3 separate regions of the Mus musculus genome follow, and all the other regions are linked to region 2. A link is a contact called in public HiChIP or PLAC-seq data. All regions are on one chromosome and are shown on one strand. The core of a region is the stretch at or near the end of the contact, and the rest is flanking DNA. Distances in the headings are between cores, read along the strand shown.

Region 1 (2,700 bases), core at 164-2,663, 210 kb after region 2:
CAGGGGGGGGGGGCATGCTGTGTTTCTGCTAAAACTCCCCTGATAGTTCCTCTGTTCTTCAAAATTAAAGCCAGGCTGGCTTTTACAGCCCACTAAGATCTGTTCCAGACAAGCTCTAGACTCTCTTTCTTCATACCAGCCCCAAGTGTCATCAACAGGAAGAGACAGTCAGCAACCCCTATCTACTAGGCTAGAGTATTTCCCAACTGTGCCTGATGCGCTTCTTTTTTTTTTCCCTCTAGTTGTCTCTTTGGCCCAGTACAATCCATCCTGACCTCCCCTCCTGTGCACCAACTTCTTTCTCTGCCTTTATATGTCCCATAGTATGTAAACACATTGTATTGGTGGTCATCTGATTAAAAAGGCATTTCCTGAGGATAAAGGAAAGGTTATGAATATCTTTGTATATGTGCAAGTTGTACCACAACACCAGACATGGGACGACAAAAAAAAAAAGACTGTATGTATGTATGTATGTATGTATGTATGTATGTATGTATGTATGAATGGGATGGATGGATGGATGGATGGATGGATGGATAGATGGCTGGGGTGGGTGGGTGAATGGATGGATGGATATTTGGGTGGATGGAGTGGGTGGGTGAATGGATGGATGGTGAATGGATGAATGCATGGATAAATGGATGAATGGTAGATGGATAGATGGATGGACAGAACAAGCAAGAATCTGCCTGTTACTGTGCCCTGAAACAGACTAAATTATTCCTAATCTGCCTAGGTCTGTGCTGTACCAGATCGCAGAGTCTGAGGCAGTGTCCTCAGGGATGTGATTTTGTCTTCTAGGTCTCGACCACTCAGTTACCCCGGGTTCAGTGCCAGTAGCTGCATGGAGGCACACTTCTGCTATCCTTGATCTCCAGACCCACCCTGGGAAGATAAACATCAACTCAGAGTCTGCTGGTGGTGATGATGGGAGGTGATAGCCATTGAACACTACTGTGGACCAAATACTGTTCTAAGTGCTTAAACCAATGACATTTTTTTTTTTGCAATCCTGGGGGTGGTGGTATCACACAGCTGATAACAGACTACACCCCACACTTCAGACAGCCTGCCTCTGGGACCTCCCATTTTTATACCTCATGGGGCCCCCCGAGTTCATGGATTCCAGGGGCTCCTCTCATGCTTCCTCCCTCAAGAAGGGAGCAGAACATTTCTCGATTTTTTCATTCACTCAGATTTCTGAAATTCCTTCCTCTTTAGGCAGGAGGAGCCCCAGGGTCTCCTTCATCTGTATGGGTTTCCTTCACCGTGAAGATAACTCCTTACTTCATACCCAAGTCTAAGTGACTGTAAATGCAGCCACCTTTGCTTTCTGCAAAGGTCTCTCAGTGGGCTGAAAACCACACCATAGCTTCCTCTTTACCTTTGCTGTGGCAGCACTGAATTTTGTCACTCAGCCTCTGAGCAAGTTCAGTGACGCTGCCCGAAAAAGCTGTGCCGGTCCAGATGGCATGCATCCTGTGTGTGGCATCTCTCTTTCTCTCTCTAAGTAAGTCTTATAACTTTGATGTTTCTACCATACAGGGGCTTGTCATCCAGAGGCTGCTGGGTGAGGGAGCAGGCCAAGTTGGTCTTCACAGGAAAGACTAGGTTATAGATTTCTGACTTTGTGCCAATCTTTTACTTATTGATGACGGTTTTAAGGCTTCCTTATGCATCCTTGTGACTGGGGGCAATGGAAGACTTTGTTATATCCTGGGTACCTATTGTATTTTATTTCAAGCTTGTCTTTGAGCTTTGCATGGCCCTGGCTTTACTTTACCTTCCTGGGCTGAGCATCCCGTGGGAGATGAAGAGGTTTCACTGACACACGAAGAGGCCTCAAGGGTTGCCTGATGTTAGGGTGTAACTAGATGTGTGTGCCTTGTGGATGTGACTTAGGTAGAAGAAAAAGCATTAAGAGTACCGTGTAGTTTAGGTCAAGCTAAAAGAAGGTTCTAGACTTTTTCTGAGAGCTAAAGAGAGAGACAGAGAAGGATCAGAACAATTACTTGGCTCTACTAAAGCCCATATAGGGCCTTTATCTGGCCCAGGGATACTTTTGCATATTTGAAGAGGATGGAAGAAGAAAAACTTGGAGATAAAGGGAAGAAACAGGTGAATTTAGCAGGGAACAAAATAGTTCCTTACCATGTAGAGCAGTTAACAGGCAGGCTGTGTGCCACATACAAAGATCATCTCAGTGTAACTTATAAATGCATATTATAAAATGCATAGGACTATAGTATAAACTGGCCTTATTGAAATAAAGTTATCAAAATATTTTCAGTGCCAATGTGATGGCACCTGTAATCACAGCACTAGTAGAAGCCTAAAGTAGGCCTACCTGAATTTTATAGTGAATAAACAATATTTAAAAATAAATCATAATGTGTTCATTTCCATTCTTATTTATGTGCTATACAACAAGGTCTGGAGGACCATTTTTTAATCACCAAGCTCAGAGAAGTGGTGGGTATGAAGAGAATATTCTAATATGTCTACAAAAATTGCCATATAATATGCAAGTAGCTATGGTTACACGTCTGCATCCATCACTGAAGGGAAATAGGACATTTCCATTGGAGATTAATGAGAATAAAGATTAAAGGGCTTTTTCACCCTGTTTTAAGGACCCTTGAATCCTAACTGTAGGTTGGTTCAAGTTTAAAAGTCTTGGTTCCCAGAAACTGGGTG
Region 2 (2,700 bases), core at 3-2,502:
CTAAGAATTTTGCTTTATGGAGTGGTTACACTGAGGTCATTTTAAGACTGTTACACCCCCTCCTTGCTCTCCTAATATTCATATTTGACACATATCTCGGTGTGCAGGCTAGCTAACAACCTCAGGAAGATTTAAATTAATTTTCATGATAGTCTCATCATTTCTGGAAATTTCCCATTGAGAAGCCCAGCATTTGATCTTCCACGGGAAAAGTCGTAATAGGAGAGGTGAGGCCCTCTACCATGAACAAAGTAGAGATGATTGGCAGGAGGCAAGAAGGCAGTTCAATTCAATATGACCTAGTAGCTGGTGTTGGTTCAAACTTCCTGTCTTTCTCGGAGTGCTTTATTGTATACATATCTAAGCACAGTGCAGCACAATTTGGTGAAACTTTTCCTGGTGATAAATAACTCAATCCTGGGGCTGGTGAGATGGCTCAGTGGGTAAGAGCACCCGACTGCTCTTCCGAAGGTCCAGAGTTCAAATCCCAGCAACCACATGGTGGCTCACAACCATCCGTAAGGAGATCTGACTCCCTCTTCTGGAGTGTCTGAAGACAGCTACAATGTACTTACATATAATAAATAAATAAATCTTTAAAAAAAAATAACTCAATCCTGTGTGCACAATAAAGTTTAAGACATGACCACATCAAAACTCATTGTAAAATACATGTGACATCTTCTATAAAGCTAGGTTCTATAGACCGACAGTGTGTGGTGTTCCCCATGAAAATAGATTCTATAGATTGACAAGCTCCCTGTAAGGGTCTGGGGAAGTATCCACTATGGCCTGGTGACACAGATAGTACAAAGTCACCAAGCTATTAACCATATCCTCTCCCAGCCTCCTAGATAGAAAACAGGTTAGGTTACACATAGCTCCCTATGAAGAGACAGGCCTGTGGGTTTGACATTTCTGGTTTCCCTAGGGCTTGTCTGTGAACACAACGACCTCTGTGCCTCCTACAGCGATGGTGGAAAACGTGTTTCTGGAACAAAAAAAAAGGAGGGAGCCTTAAAATTACACATACGCACAGACTTACACCTATGCACACATACATCCTCACACACAGTTCTAGGAAGATCTACTAAAATCTTCCTTGTCAAAATAAGAGTACACTTTTACCATGCCTGGCTCCCCCTCCCCTGGGACCCCCATCAGGACCTCCAGTCTGTGCTTCCTCATCGTGTTCCAATGCAGGCTCCTCAGCTCCCCCTGGACCCGTTAATCATTCACCGACAGGCTCCTTGCCACCCCATCTGATCCATCGCCCGTGCTGAGGCCACAGGTCTGATTTACATTCAGCCTATGGTTTTAAATATCAGACACTGTCTCTCGTATTTTCTCATTATTTCCTACGTAGGCTTTGTCTCGCTGCCAGGCCTGAGCACTTCTGGGAATGAGCAGCATTTCGTAGATGACTGCATAGTCTCTCCCACCCTTGTTTCCTCCCTCCGCCAGCACCTGGTCCTGAACACTGTGTGCTCACAGTGCACTCAATAACTGCTTGTTGAATTGAATTTTCTAAACCATACTAATTACTCATTCAGCTCGGGTGTCTGTGTCTATGTGGAATGATGGATTTCCAGACGCCAGGACTGAGGGTCAATTCAAACCTCTTGAGGGCCTATTGGGCCCACAGTTGTGGATCACCTTCCCTGTTCCATGCTGGTAAATGCAGGGCTCGGGACTGCGCTGCCCATGGTTTCTAAGCAGCTGCCCTGCATTTTACGCCTTCCCTAGAATGAATCTTAGTGGTAGGCAGGAGAATAAGCCCACCCCCCTCAATTCTGTCAACAAAAGGGCCAATGAATGTCAAGTTAATGACCCATTGACAGTCCACAGCATCCTGTTCCTGACTTCTAGGAGGAAGTAAACCCCAAGATTTCTGAGAACACTCTAACCAATCTCTCCACTCAGCATTTCTTTTGGACGTTTGTGTGATGACAGTGTCTCCATTATTACAAGCCTGGGACGCTGGACATTTGGACTGCGATATTTAAATACTGTCCTGTTTCCTTTCGAGTTCTAAGTGCAGAGGGTGACTGCATGCAATACAGTCACCAGCCTCACCTTTCGCCTGTCCCTGCATACTGGGACTGGGCAGATACAAGTGGGAAAGACTGATTTTGTAACAGAAGAGGACACTTCCAATGGCTGAACAAAATGTTGCTATCCCAATTGCAGAAGTCGACAGAATGCCAGGGCTGTAAGTATGCAATGTTGCAGGCTGGCTTGGATTTCAACGGTGGACTTGGAGACAGGATGTTTGTATGAATGACCCAAGGAGGCAAGCACGCACGGAGGGAGATGTCCTTCATCCGCGGAGAATGAGGATCGCCTCGCTGTTCCACAGCCCTGCAAGCTCGCATTCTTGTTGATGTTTTAACAGCTTTGAGGCTTCACTGTAGCAGTGCAGCGAAGGTGCTCTTCGGGATTAGCAGCCACAGATGGGGTGAGAGATGAAACGGAAACGCAGGTGGAAGCAGTAAGAAAAACAAACTAGATGGCTTTGAAACCCGGGTGCTCTTCCAGCAGACAAGACCGTGGTTACCCAAAACTGTAAAAGGACATAGCTTTAAATATTTTAATATTACAAGTCACCACACAATTGAAATACATAGTCTTTCTAAGAGTGTAGGCTCATTATCAGAACAGTCCACCACTAGTCTACAGAGAAAACTGATTGAGAAATGA
Region 3 (2,700 bases), core at 18-2,517, 190 kb after region 2:
AAGATCTACCCCCGAGAGCTTGCACCCGAGGCGGAATACAGAAGTGATGTCATTTATAACTTTTAGGATATCTTTGTAAAGCCTTTCCCATTCTACTGAAGAGGGAACCTTGTGCACACCCGGCCTGTCCCAAGCCATGTCCCCAGTTCTGTGAATCTTCTCTTTACCGAAAAGATTAGCCTTGCCAACAGATGCCTCAGAATCCTGGGCCCATCCCTCATGCATTCTCTGCTTGGTGCCTTAAGCAAGATGACATCCCTCTCTTATTGGCTCCTCTGGTCTTAAAGGCCTTAGGGTGTTGTCCCTGTTGCTGAGCAGGACTTTACCCACCTTTGCCTTTCCCCAACGATTCTGTGAAGAGCCTAGCTTGCTGAGGCCTGCCCTTCTCCCTTCCACCACCCACTGTGACCCTGACACTGCCCAACCCCACCCCATTCCTAGCAAAGTCATACACAAAGCTAGCCAAATTCTGTGAGTTCTCATGTGTTTCTGTGTGTAGACCTCTGGAAGCATGGCCCCAGAAGCAGGCAGCAGGTTGTTCTGTATGAAGGGACAGTGCTAATAACCAAAGATGGGGGACCCTGCAGACCTCACCGGCATCTGGGGGTAAACTACGGGGTAGCCATTATGATGGGAGTGGCTCCCTGGTTCCTTTAGGGCTTCTGTACAGCATGTGAGGCATGAGACGTCATGTAAAGTCGGGCTCTGAAGAGAGCAACTGCTGCTGTACCAAAGCTGCGAGGCGCAGAGGCACAAAGGTACCTTTGAACGTAGAAATGAAGGAAAAGGCAGGAAAGACTGCCAGGGAAAGGCAAGCAAAAACTCCTTAAAAGTTTGCATAGTGCAGTGCTGTTTGAAAGCTCATTTGTGATATACAGATATTAAACCCTCCAAATGCTCTTTCTCAGCAAATTAATAGGTCGCCAGTTGTGCCTTTCATGTAAACCTCTTTTCTCTGATGTAATTGCAAAAGCTATAGGTAGCTGGTATCTTGCAAATCACAATTTTCCAGAACTTTGCACTCTTGCTCTGTGTGGGTGGAAGATTCTGAATAATTAAACACAAATCGTAATTTCTTTCTTTTTCTTTTTTCTTTCTTTTTTTTTTTTTCTCTTTTCATTCATCCCATGGCTCTGAGAGGGAATTCTCAGTGGGAAAGTTGCATAAGTGGGCTGAGAGCCAAGGCACTGTTGTGTCACAGCAGGGTGGGAGCGGCCAAGCGTGGGTGGCACCATGGTCTGAAGCAGAGCAGAGGCAGTGTGAGTCATGGGGGGGAGGGGGGTCTCCAGAGTGTGCTGTGGGGGTGCAAGAGAATGGGGCCCAGTCACTATGCTCGGAGTACTTGGTGCCGAGGGCAGCTAAGGAGCTGGACTTTCCTGTCCTTGCTGCTCAGCCATTGCTCAGAGGCGGAGTGGCTGAGCGTTAAGGGTGTTCCGTAGCCTCTGTGAGGCATTTCACCCAGGTGAGGTGACTTCCGTGTTCTGGAAATGGTCCAGTCGGAACACATCAGCGTCTAGTACCTAACCAGGGTATGTGGTGAGATGGGTGACTCAGTACAGCAGATGCCCACAGGAGGGGCCCATATCCTTGACAAGTACCTCCCACACTTCCTTCTAGCGGCATCTACCTGTCAGCCACGTGTGGAGATGGTGGTGTGTAGCTTTATCACTATCGCTTTTATTATCACTAGTTCCCACTGGGTCCTTCTCGGGGAAACATGTCCATGCTGAGCTTGTAGCCACATGAACCTTTGAACAGAAGTCCTAAAGGAGCCAGGCACCCACCCCAATGTAATGGCTACCCAGTACTTTGCACCCAGATGCTGGGGAGGCCTGCAGGGTCTCTGGTTATTAGCACTGCCCCTTCACACAGGACAAAACCTTCCTGCCTGTCCCCCGGGCCGGGCTTCCAGGAGCCACATACAGAAACACGTGGGCTGGGAGTGGTTCTTGGCAGTCAGTGTTCGCCCACGCTGTTAGTTGGATTTTTTTTTTTTAAGTTTTTAAAGTGTATGTGTGTTTGTCTATGTGTGTCTGTACACTGTCTGTCTGTCTGTCTGTCTGTCTGTCTGTCTGTCTGTCTGTCTGACTGTGGAGGCCAGAAGAGGATAAGAGATCCCTTGGAATTGGAGCTATAAGCAGTTGTGAGCTACCTGACATGAGTGCTGAGAACTGAACCCAGGTTCTGTGAAGAGCAGTGAATGCTCTTAACCACTGAGCTATCTCTCCAGAGCCCTGTTAATTTGCATTGTGCAATAAACTAACATGGCTTGTTCAGGTCATGTGGCCAGTAGGTACTGGGATTCTGGCCCAGGCTAGCCACCTTAGCATCCTATGATGCACAAGAGAATGACGTAATGGCAGCACCTCTATGCTTTATCATTGGTAGCCACTCTAGACTCCCTGAGTTTCCCTGGGTAGCAGAGCCCACTCCGCCCTGGCACTGAGGGGGAATAGGCAGTCCACAGCACCTTCTGCATTCCCACCAAGCTGGTCTCAGAGACTTACCTGCTGAGAATTGTTTATGCTGAGGGGCCCCTGGGGCAGGTGGAGGAGAGAGGGGATCTGCTTTAGTAGTGGAGTTATCATTGGGACCTGTTTGGAAATGCCCACTTTGAGTTGAGCTCCCTTCTGTCTTACATGGGTCTGGATGACATCTGTTTGCCTTAGAATGTGTTTTTGAAGTTATTAATGTACTTTG

Evidence for each region. HiChIP or PLAC-seq counts read pairs in DNA pulled down with a chosen protein or histone mark.
Region 1: a contact with region 2 is called in an H3K27ac HiChIP or PLAC-seq map of regulatory T cells, with 4 times the contacts expected there. The contact joins the promoter of Cd101 here to the enhancer-like site in region 2. A contact is called at or near these places in 17 of 39 promoter capture datasets (the 3T3-L1 cell line, 3T3-L1-derived adipocytes, the C10 cell line and 10 more), 1 of 484 Hi-C or Micro-C datasets (Th1 cells), 9 of 115 datasets of contacts at active chromatin or transcription factors (CD8 T cells, T-cell acute lymphoblastic leukemia, cardiomyocytes and 4 more) and 4 of 9 other capture datasets (adipose tissue, liver, macrophages and 1 more).
Region 3: a contact with region 2 is called in a BATF HiChIP or PLAC-seq map of CD8 T cells, with 6 read pairs. The contact joins two enhancer-like sites. A contact is called at or near these places in 1 of 484 Hi-C or Micro-C datasets (nephron progenitors) and 6 of 115 datasets of contacts at active chromatin or transcription factors (CD8 T cells, cardiomyocytes, embryonic stem cells and 1 more).

What each region holds. Positions count from the first base shown.
Region 1 is chr3:101,028,266-101,030,965 of GRCm38.p6, reverse strand. It overlaps Cd101 (CD101 antigen), which reads left to right and starts at 1,413. Exons shown (of 9, transcript NM_001167906.2): 1 at 1,413-1,513. The coding sequence starts at 1,471.
Region 2 is chr3:101,236,138-101,238,837 of GRCm38.p6, reverse strand. No RefSeq gene overlaps it. Among named protein-coding and RNA genes, the nearest start is that of Cd2, 50 kb to the left of the region's middle. Within about 2 kb of position 1,252, at least 50 of the 459 cell types and tissues checked have an H3K27ac peak or open chromatin away from gene starts, as enhancers often do. A contact at or near this core is called in CD8 T cells, T-cell acute lymphoblastic leukemia, regulatory T cells and 1 more, where this site is marked.
Region 3 is chr3:101,046,643-101,049,342 of GRCm38.p6, reverse strand. All of the region lies in intron 7 of Ptgfrn (prostaglandin F2 receptor negative regulator), which reads left to right. Among named protein-coding and RNA genes, the nearest start is that of Cd101, 18 kb to the right of the region's middle. Within about 2 kb of position 1,267, at least 107 of the 459 cell types and tissues checked have an H3K27ac peak or open chromatin away from gene starts, as enhancers often do. A contact at or near this core is called in CD8 T cells, where this site is marked.